Regions from separate parts of the Sminthopsis crassicaudata genome. Here region 2 is linked to region 1. The links are chromatin contacts, called in public Hi-C maps. All regions are on one chromosome and are shown on one strand. The core of a region is the stretch at or near the end of the contact, and the rest is flanking DNA. Distances in the headings are between cores, read along the strand shown. Region 1 holds the start of MMP15 (matrix metallopeptidase 15). Region 2 holds the start of CFAP20 (cilia and flagella associated protein 20).

Region 1 (4,133 bases), core at 788-3,287:
CTCTCATTAGGCACAAGCTACAGCAGGCGCTCAATGTCTGACTGCACAACGGCTCACATTTTAAAAAGCGCCTCGCCTTTGGAGCCCAGTCTTGCCTACATTTCATTTGATCCACGAATGAGTCTGTTCTCCAGCTGAGGGATGAGTCCTCCGAAAGGAGGAGGTGCGCCTGCTTTGGGCAGCGCTCACACTGGCAGATGCCATCTGCAGGGCTCTGCCCCTGAGCCCTGGGCCCTAAGGCGGGGTTGTGAGAGCTTCCGCATGTCACTCCAGCCCCCCCAATCCTGCAGGAAAGCCTTGGGAGCTCCCCAGCATTCAGGGGCCCTGGGATTCTCGGCCCCGGCTTCTTTTAGCCTCCCCTTGGGATGCCTCCTATCCCTTGTCCCCCACCACTAGTCCCCTTGCTTACGGCTTGGCCATCCCTTTGGTTCTTCCCTGAACACTACAGGTGCCCAGCCCCGGGCTGAGGGGGAGGGCCTTTGTGGAGGCGCTACACCAGACCCGGAGGGAGACACCCCCGCTCAGCTTGGCCCAGCCCCAGCCCCAGTGCCCAGCACAGCCGGCTCCTCAGCCCCGGGCTGAGCCTGGCCTTCTCCTCGGCCAGGAGAGCACTTGGCCTTCTCGGCAGGCGAGGCAGCCCGGACTGGCTGCCGGCTACCAGGACAGGGGCACAGAGAGGCGGCTGCCCAGCTCCGAAGGTTAATCCCATAATGGACAGGGCGGGATGAGTGGATGTCCCTCAGCCGGTTCCCTCGAGGAGACCCTGCAGGCGGGCCGGGCCGGGCTGAGCGGGCACAGCCGCAGGGGGCCGGCCACCACCCAGGGAGCTGCCACCTCCAGACGGGGAGGGGGTCCTCTCTCCTCCGCCACGGCCGGGGGAATCAGCCCAAGGCAAACATTTATTAAGCACGGGAAGAGCGGTGGGGGGTGAGCAGGATGCAAAGTTTAGCTAAGAAGACAATCAAAGCGAAGGAAGGAGGAAGCGGATGGGGAGGCTGGAGGGGCGAGCCCCCCAAGGGGCGCGTGCTTACTGACCTCGGCGTTGACTTCGTTGTCCCCGGCCACCCCGGTGCAGCTCAGGGGGCCCAGCCACACGAACAGCAGCAGCAGCAGCTCCCTGGTGCCCAGGAGGGTCCCGGGGCGGCCCGGCCTCCGGGGCTCGCCCCGCCCGGCCCCGCTCCCGCCGCTCATGCTCGCGGGGCCGGCTGCCGGGCTGCGGAAGATGCCCCGGCTGGAGATTTCCTCGGGGGGGGGGGGGGGGGGCCGAAAACTTGGCGCGAGAGCGCGGGGGCCGGGAGCACCCCTCCGCTCCTCGCCTTCCTCTTCCCCCGGGAGCCCGCCCCCGGGCGAGTTCCCAGGCTCGGCGCGGAGAGCCCGGCGGAGGGCACGGCGAGGGGCCGAGCCCGACGGCCAGCCGGGTGCGGGAGGCTCTCCCGGCTCCTTCCCCGCCGGACGCCGCCTTTGTCTCGGGTTCAGCCTCGGGGATGCCCGGAGCCGCTGCGCTCCCCTGGGCTCAGCACAGCGCGCCTGCGGCTGCTGTCCATGCCCGGGGCCGGCGAGGCGGAGGCGTGCGCTCCCGGGGCCCCGCGGAGGAGGCGGCGCGCACGCCCCCTCCCCGTGCCCGGGGCACCTCGCCCCCCGCGGCGGGGTCTGCGGGAGGGGGATGGGGCGAGGGGGCCCCCCACGGCGTCCGGCGGGGCGGGGGAGGGCAGGGGGAGCCCGAGCCCGAGCGAGCGCCGCGCGTCCTTGGGGCCGGATCGGCGCAGCTCTGAGCCAGCTCCTGCGCTCGGGGCCCGCTCCCCCACCCCCTCCCTCTCCTCCGCGGCTCTTAAAGGGGCCGTGCGCTCACCCGGCCGGCCGGCCAGGCTGCGGGGAGGGGGCTGCCGGCCCGGCCTGGGAGGCGGCGCTCGGAGCTGCTTCGGCCCCGCGTCCGGGGCTTCCCCAAAGGCAGGTGGACGGGCGGGAGCCCGCGCACCTCAGCCCCTTTCGGCTCTAAAACTCCTCCAAGTTTCCCCCGAGACCTGGGGGAAGAGTGTGCTGAGATATAGTTTGACCCGGATCCCCAGGGAGCCCAGCGAGAGGGGCGGGGCCTCAACTAGAAACTCACGAAACGCCCCCTCCCCCATCCTCCTGCAGCCCTCCGGTACTTTTCTGTGTGGTTCTGGGGGGAGAGAAACGTCGGGGATGATTTAAAAAATAAAACCCTCGACCTTTGCTGCCCTTCAAACCGAGCAGTGACTACGGTGGCTAGTCCCAACGTAAATGAGGAAACGGAGGCAGGCGGGGGTGACGCGACCCCAAGGATGGAATTAGAATCGGGGGCTGCGAATTCAAGTGCAGCGCAGTCACCGCCGAGCATTGGAAAAGGAGAGGGGGAAAGACGGGGAGGGGGGGAAGAGAGAGGGAGACATACAAAAAAGGGCTAGCCAGGAATCTGCCCATCCAAATATCCCAAATCGGGGGCTGGCTGCCCGCCCCCTCCCTGTAGCGCCCACAGGGGTGGCCAGGGGCCTCTAACAGTAGTAGCAAATTACAGAACTTGGCCAGATAAAGCGCTCTCTCCCCCCCCGCCCCACCCCCCACCCGGCTCCCCTTTTCTCCTGGACGCTTTGACAATATGCAGAGACTTTTACCGTCTTCCTCTACCTTCTGGGCTCCTCGCTTTTGGCATGAAAGTGTGACCTTTTAATCAGGTGTCAGTTTCCACAAGCTCCTCGTTGCTGCCCTGAGCTGCATTCCCCTTTTATGTGGCAGTCCCCAGCAGCGGCCACTTCCCTAAATCCGGAGCTGGTCTGGGAGAGTTTGGGAAATCATGTTTTTTCTTCCCCTCCAGAGTATGTTTAAAACTAACCTGTCAAAAGAAGAAAAAGACCACAGAGCCCTGAAGCTCTGCTGCATGCTTGTTAGCTAGGGCTCCTCCCAAGATAACAAAAATAGACTAATTTTACTCCCCCAGGGCCTTCTAATGAAGAGGAATAAGAGATGATGGAGACAGTTGTCCTTGATTTCTTTGGAATCAGCTCTTTGGTAAAATAAGCTTTCCAAATCCGGTCCCTTCCTTTGCAATTCGCACAGAAACCATCTTGAAACAGACCCCTCCTGCTCCCAGGTTCCACAGAAATAGGTTTTAATCTTTAACAATAACATTTATTCCAAATTAACCACATCGAGAAAAATATTTGGATCCATGGAAGCTAGCTGTTCATTTGTACTGCTGACGAGGGGCCTTGAATATCATAAACAGTGTACTTCAGGGCTTTGGGTCAAAAAAGTTTGCAAAGTCCTTCTTTATGATGAAATTCTTGCTCCCAGTTAACTCTCTTCTGGATGACTTTTATATTTCTGGGACAGAACTTCTCTCGACAGACTCGACATTCTGGCCAATCTATAGAGGGATTGGAAACGTGTAGGTAAATTTTTGGAGGTCAGTTTCAAATTAAATATTTCCCAAATGTTTGACAAGGAGCAGGAAAATGCTGCGGAGCAGAGTTTCTGTAGTGTTCCACGCCCTGCCTAGGCAGAGGAGGCGACAACATATAAGCAACTCATCTCTGTCTCCAAAAACCAGGAGAACTTCTTGTTTGAAGGGGAACGTGCTTCAAATCCCAACTCTGACACTTATTCACTGTGTGATTTTGGCCAAATTGCTTGATCTCTCTAGGCCTCAGTTTCCCCATCTATAAAAAGATGCTGGCTTCTGAGGTCAGCTCCAAATCTAGGATATTATTTTTCAAGGGAAATGGAACAAAACACTTGTGTGGTACAAACTTTTAGCAATCAGGGTTGGGCAATCAATAACAAAGGGAGCAGGGAAGGCACTGAACGTACCTAGTGTTTCCCAAGAGATGCCCTATTAAGGAATACATGCCTATATGAAGGGCTCGATGGCCCCTCTGGCTTAAAACTCTGTGATCCATGGATGAAAGCGCAAGGAGGGGAAAGCAAGGCATGTTACACGTACTTTCCCTTCCTCTAAATGATCTCTCCCATCTGTGGGATTTTGATCTTGCTTACTGGCTGTTTAGCTCAATGGGGCAGGAGCTGATGAGCAAATTCTTGGGGCAGCACTTGAGATATGAAAATGCATGGATGAGTCGAGAGGGTAAGTGGCTTAGCTGCAGTGTTGGCAGAAA
Region 2 (4,147 bases), core at 271-2,770, 140 kb before region 1:
TAGAACCACACTGTAATGAGTGCTATGTGGTGGGTAACAAAGTCAGGAAGATCTGAGTTTATATTTGGCCACAGCCACTAGCTGTGATCTTAAGATATCTAACCATTCTCAATCTTAGTTTCCTCATGTGTAAAATGGAGATAATAGCAGCATTGGGAATCAGTCGGTAGACATTTTTTAAGTGCCTGTTCTGTGCTAGAGGCGGTACTAAGTAGTGAGGGAAAAGGCTTGCAGGCAAAGACACATGCTGTATCCCTGCTCCTACTGAGGGCGGAGGCAATGTGGGGAAATCTCAAAACTTATACTTGTGACTGAACACTCTGACACTGAGGGGTACAAGCAACAGTGCGTTAAGTTTGATTCTAGCAGGGCTTCATGATCAGAAATATTTCTGGGATTTTGCTGTGGCTCCTCATCCAGAGGAGTGCTAAATTCAGGGCACAGCCTGCTTGCTGGGCCTTATGGAAAACAGATATCTTGACAACATATAATGGGGGAGGGGGAGAAGAGACCAAAGTATTAGAAAAGGAATTGGAGAAAGTTTTCTGTAAAAAATGGGATTTTAGTTGAGACTTGAAGGCAGTGGGTAGAAATGAAGAGAGGAAGCAGCCAGGGTATTCATGAGTGGGTGAGTGGTGTGTGTGTGTGTGTGACATGATCAGACCTGAATTTTAGGAAAACTACTTTAGGGGAAGATAGATTGGGGTGGAGGGGAGAATTCAGGCAGGCAGGTCCTGCAGCAGCTATTGCAATGTCTAGGCAGGAGGGGATGAAAGTCTGTCAGTTGCTGTCAGATGTTACAGAACTGAAATCAACAAGAGATGCTCTGGAGGTGAAATCGACATGAGATGCTGCAGCATGAAAGGGAGAAGCCTTGGTCTTGGGCTGTGTAGCATGGCGGGGGTGAGCTGAGAAAGAGGATATTTTTTCCACTCTTGACATCCCTTTCCGCCCAAGAAATTACTGTGACCCACAGGTACACAGGTATATGGAATAGGGATCCACACCAAGCATTTACTGAGGAGAAAACCGTAATTTCCCCACCCCCATCTCCAGACAGTGGTGGAGAGAGGCTCCTTACCCCCTTGGGAGCCAGGGCTGTGCTACGAAGCTTATTTTGCAGAGGAAGAAACGGCTTCAGTGGCTCCCCAGGGTCACTCGGCTAAGAAGCATCTTAGGTGGAACTGGAACTCAAGTCCTCCCGACTTCGAACTCCGGGGTCTCTCCGCCCCTCCACCGAGGGGGACGGTCAGTGGTGAGGACACTCCCAGTTCTAACAGTTCCTGAACGCCTTCCCGGCTTCCCCAGTCACTCAGGGCTCTCTTAGCTCCTCCTCCCTCCTCCTCGGACTCCTTCCCCCACCAGGGGGCGTGTCCACCTTGCTCTGGGTTTCCATCTGCCCCGCCCTCTGCGGTTCCCATGGTACCACGCAGGCGCCAACAACAAACTCTGCTCTCCCCTCTCCCGGGCCGAGCCGAGCTGGTCAAATGCCGAAAAAGTAGTTCCCTGGCAACCGGGCTGCTTTCGCGCCGGCTGGGGCGGGGGCAGGCCCCGAAGGTCTTGGGCCGCCCTGGGCGCCGGAAGTGGAGTGCCGCCCGGCGGAAGGATCTCGACGCGCAGCGCTCCGCCCCACCTGAGCGTCGTCGTGCGAAGCGGAGAGCGGGCGGCGCGGCCGGCGGTTGCTGTGGAGGCGGCTCGGAGGCGGCGGCGGCGGCTGTGACAGCGGCGGCGGCAGGCGACGGAGTGGGACGCGGCTCGGCGGCGGAGCGGAGGGCCCTCGGACCGCGCACGCAGAGTCCCGGCAGCCTGACCCGCCCCGGCGCCCCGCTCCCCGCGCGGAGCCGCCGCGGGGCCTAGGCCGGCCCGGCCCCGTGGAGGGGGGGTTCCCGAAGGAGGAAGAGGCCGGCGCGATGTTCAAGAACACGTTCCAGAGCGGCTTCCTCTCCATTCTCTACAGCATCGGCAGCAAACCCTTGCAGATCTGGGACAAGAAGGTGCGAGGCCCCGGCAGCCCTTGCGTACTCCCGGCCCCCTCTAGTGCATCCCCTCCTCCTCTCGGCTACTTCAACTCCTCCCCCTCCCCCATCACAACAATCTTGTCTTCCCAGAATTCTACCAAAGTCCTCCCGGAGTATTGTGTTTCTCCGTGCCTCAGTTTCCCCGTCTGTAAATTGAGGTAATGGTGCTTGGTCTCTCGGAGGAAATATCATGAAAGCCGCTGTGTAACTATCCAGGTTTTGCCATCGTAGAGAGGGGATCCTTGAGGTTCTGGCCCCTTGTGAAGCTTTTATCATCCAGGGAGAAGGGGAGCCTGTCACTAGGGAGAGTGTCTTAGTGCATCCAGGGAGAAGGGGAGCCTGTCACTAGGGAGAGTGTCCTGGTGCATCCAGGGAGAAGGGGAGCTCGTAACTAGGGAGAGTGTCCTGGTGCATCCGGGGAGAAGGGGAGCTCGTAACTAGGGAGAGTGTCCTGGTGCATCCAGGGAGAAGGGGAGCTCGTAACTAGGGAGAGTGTCCTGGCGCATCCAGGGAGAAGGGGAGCCTGTCACTAGGGAGAGTGTCCTGGTGCATCCAGGGAGAAGGGGAGCCTGTCACTAGGGAGAGTGTCCTGGTGCATCCAGGGAGAAGGGGAGCTCGTAACTAGGGAGAGTGTCCTGGTGCATCCGGGGAGAAGGGGAGCTCGTAACTAGGGAGAGTGTCCTGGTGCATCCAGGGAGAAGGGGAGCTCGTAACTAGGGAGAGTGTCCTGGTGCATCCGGGGAGAAGGGGAGCTGGTAACTAGGGAGAGTGTCCTGGTGCATCCGGGGAGAAGGGGAGCTCGTAACTAGGGAGAGTGTCCTGGTGCATCCGGGGAGAAGGGGAGCTCGTAACTAGGGAGAGTGTCCTGGTGCATCCGGGGAGAAGGGGAGCTCGTAACTAGGGAGAGTGTCCTGGTGCATCCGGGGAGAAGGGGAGCTCGTAACTAGGGAGAGTGTCCTGGTGCATCCGGGGAGAAGGGGAGCTCGTAACTAGGGAGAGTGTCCTGGTGCATCCGGGGAGAAGGGGAGCTCGTAACTAGGGAGAGTGTCCTGGTGCATCCGGGGAGAAGGGGAGCTGGTAACTAGGGAGAGTGTCCTGGTGCATCCAGGGAGAAGGGGAGCTGGTAACTAGGGAGAGTGTCCTGGTGCATCCAGGGAGAAGGGGAGCTCGTAACTAGGGAGAGTGTCCTGGTGCATCCAGGGAGAAGGGGAGCTCGTAACTAGGGAGAGTGTCCTGGTGCATCCAGGGAGAAGGGGAGCTCGTAACTAGGGAGAGTGTCCTGGTGCATCCAGGGAGAAGGGGAGCTCGTAACTAAGTTGAGTGTCCTGGTGCATCCAGGGAGAAGGGGAGCTCGTAACTAGGGAGAGTGTCCTGGTGCATCCAGGGAGAAGGGGAGCTCGTAACTAGGGAGAGTGTCCTGGTGCATCCAGGGAGAAGGGGAGCTCGTAACTAGGGAGAGTGTCCTGGTGCATCCAGGGAGAAGGGGAGCTGGTAACTAGGGAGAGTGTCCTGGTGCATCCAGGGAGAAGGGGAGCTGGTAACTAGGGAGAGTGTCCTGGCGCATCCAGGGAGAAGGGGAGCTCGTAACTAGGGAGAGTGTCCTGGCGCATCCAGGGAGAAGGGGAGCTCGTAACTAGGGAGAGTGTCCTGGTGCATCCAGGGAGAAGGGGAGCTGGTAACTAGGGAGAGTGTCCTGGTGCATCCAGGGAGAAGGGGAGCTGGTAACTAGGGAGAGTGTCCTGGTGCATCCAGGGAGAAGGGGAGCTGGTAACTAGGGAGAGTGTCCTGGTGCATCCAGGGAGAAGGGGAGCTCGTAACTAGGGAGAGTGTCCTGGCGCATCCAGGGAGAAGGGGAGCTCGTAACTAGGGAGAGTGTCCTGGTGCATCCAGGGAGAAGGGGAGCTCGTAACTAGGGAGAGTGTCCTGGTGCATCCAGGGAGAAGGGGAGCTGGTAACTAGGGAGAGTGTCCTGGTGCATCCAGGGAGAAGGGGAGCTGGTAACTAGGGAGAGTGTCCTGGTGCATCCAGGGAGAAGGGGAGCTCGTAACTAGGGAGAGTGTCCTGGTGCATCCAGGGAGAAGGGGAGCTCGTAACTAGGGAGAGTGTCCTGGTGCATCCAGGGAGAAGGG

What was found. A called contact is a pair of places that touch in the nucleus more often than the background predicts.
Region 2: a Hi-C map of hippocampus shows a contact between it and region 1, with 5 times the contacts expected there. The contact joins the promoter of CFAP20 here to the promoter of MMP15 in region 1. A contact is called at or near these places in 2 of 2 Hi-C or Micro-C datasets (fibroblasts and hippocampus).

Annotation. Positions count from the first base shown.
Region 1 is chr2:38,626,201-38,630,333 of ASM4859323v1, reverse strand. MMP15 (matrix metallopeptidase 15) reads right to left here and starts at 2,037. Exons shown (of 10, transcript XM_074285887.1): 1 at 1,036-2,037. The coding sequence starts at 1,191.
Region 2 is chr2:38,764,289-38,768,435 of ASM4859323v1, reverse strand. CFAP20 (cilia and flagella associated protein 20) reads left to right here and starts at 1,520. Exons shown (of 6, transcript XM_074285899.1): 1 at 1,520-1,994. The coding sequence starts at 1,911. LOC141554218 (a long non-coding RNA gene) reads right to left here and starts at 1,522. Exons shown (of 3, transcript XR_012485798.1): 1 at 1,082-1,522.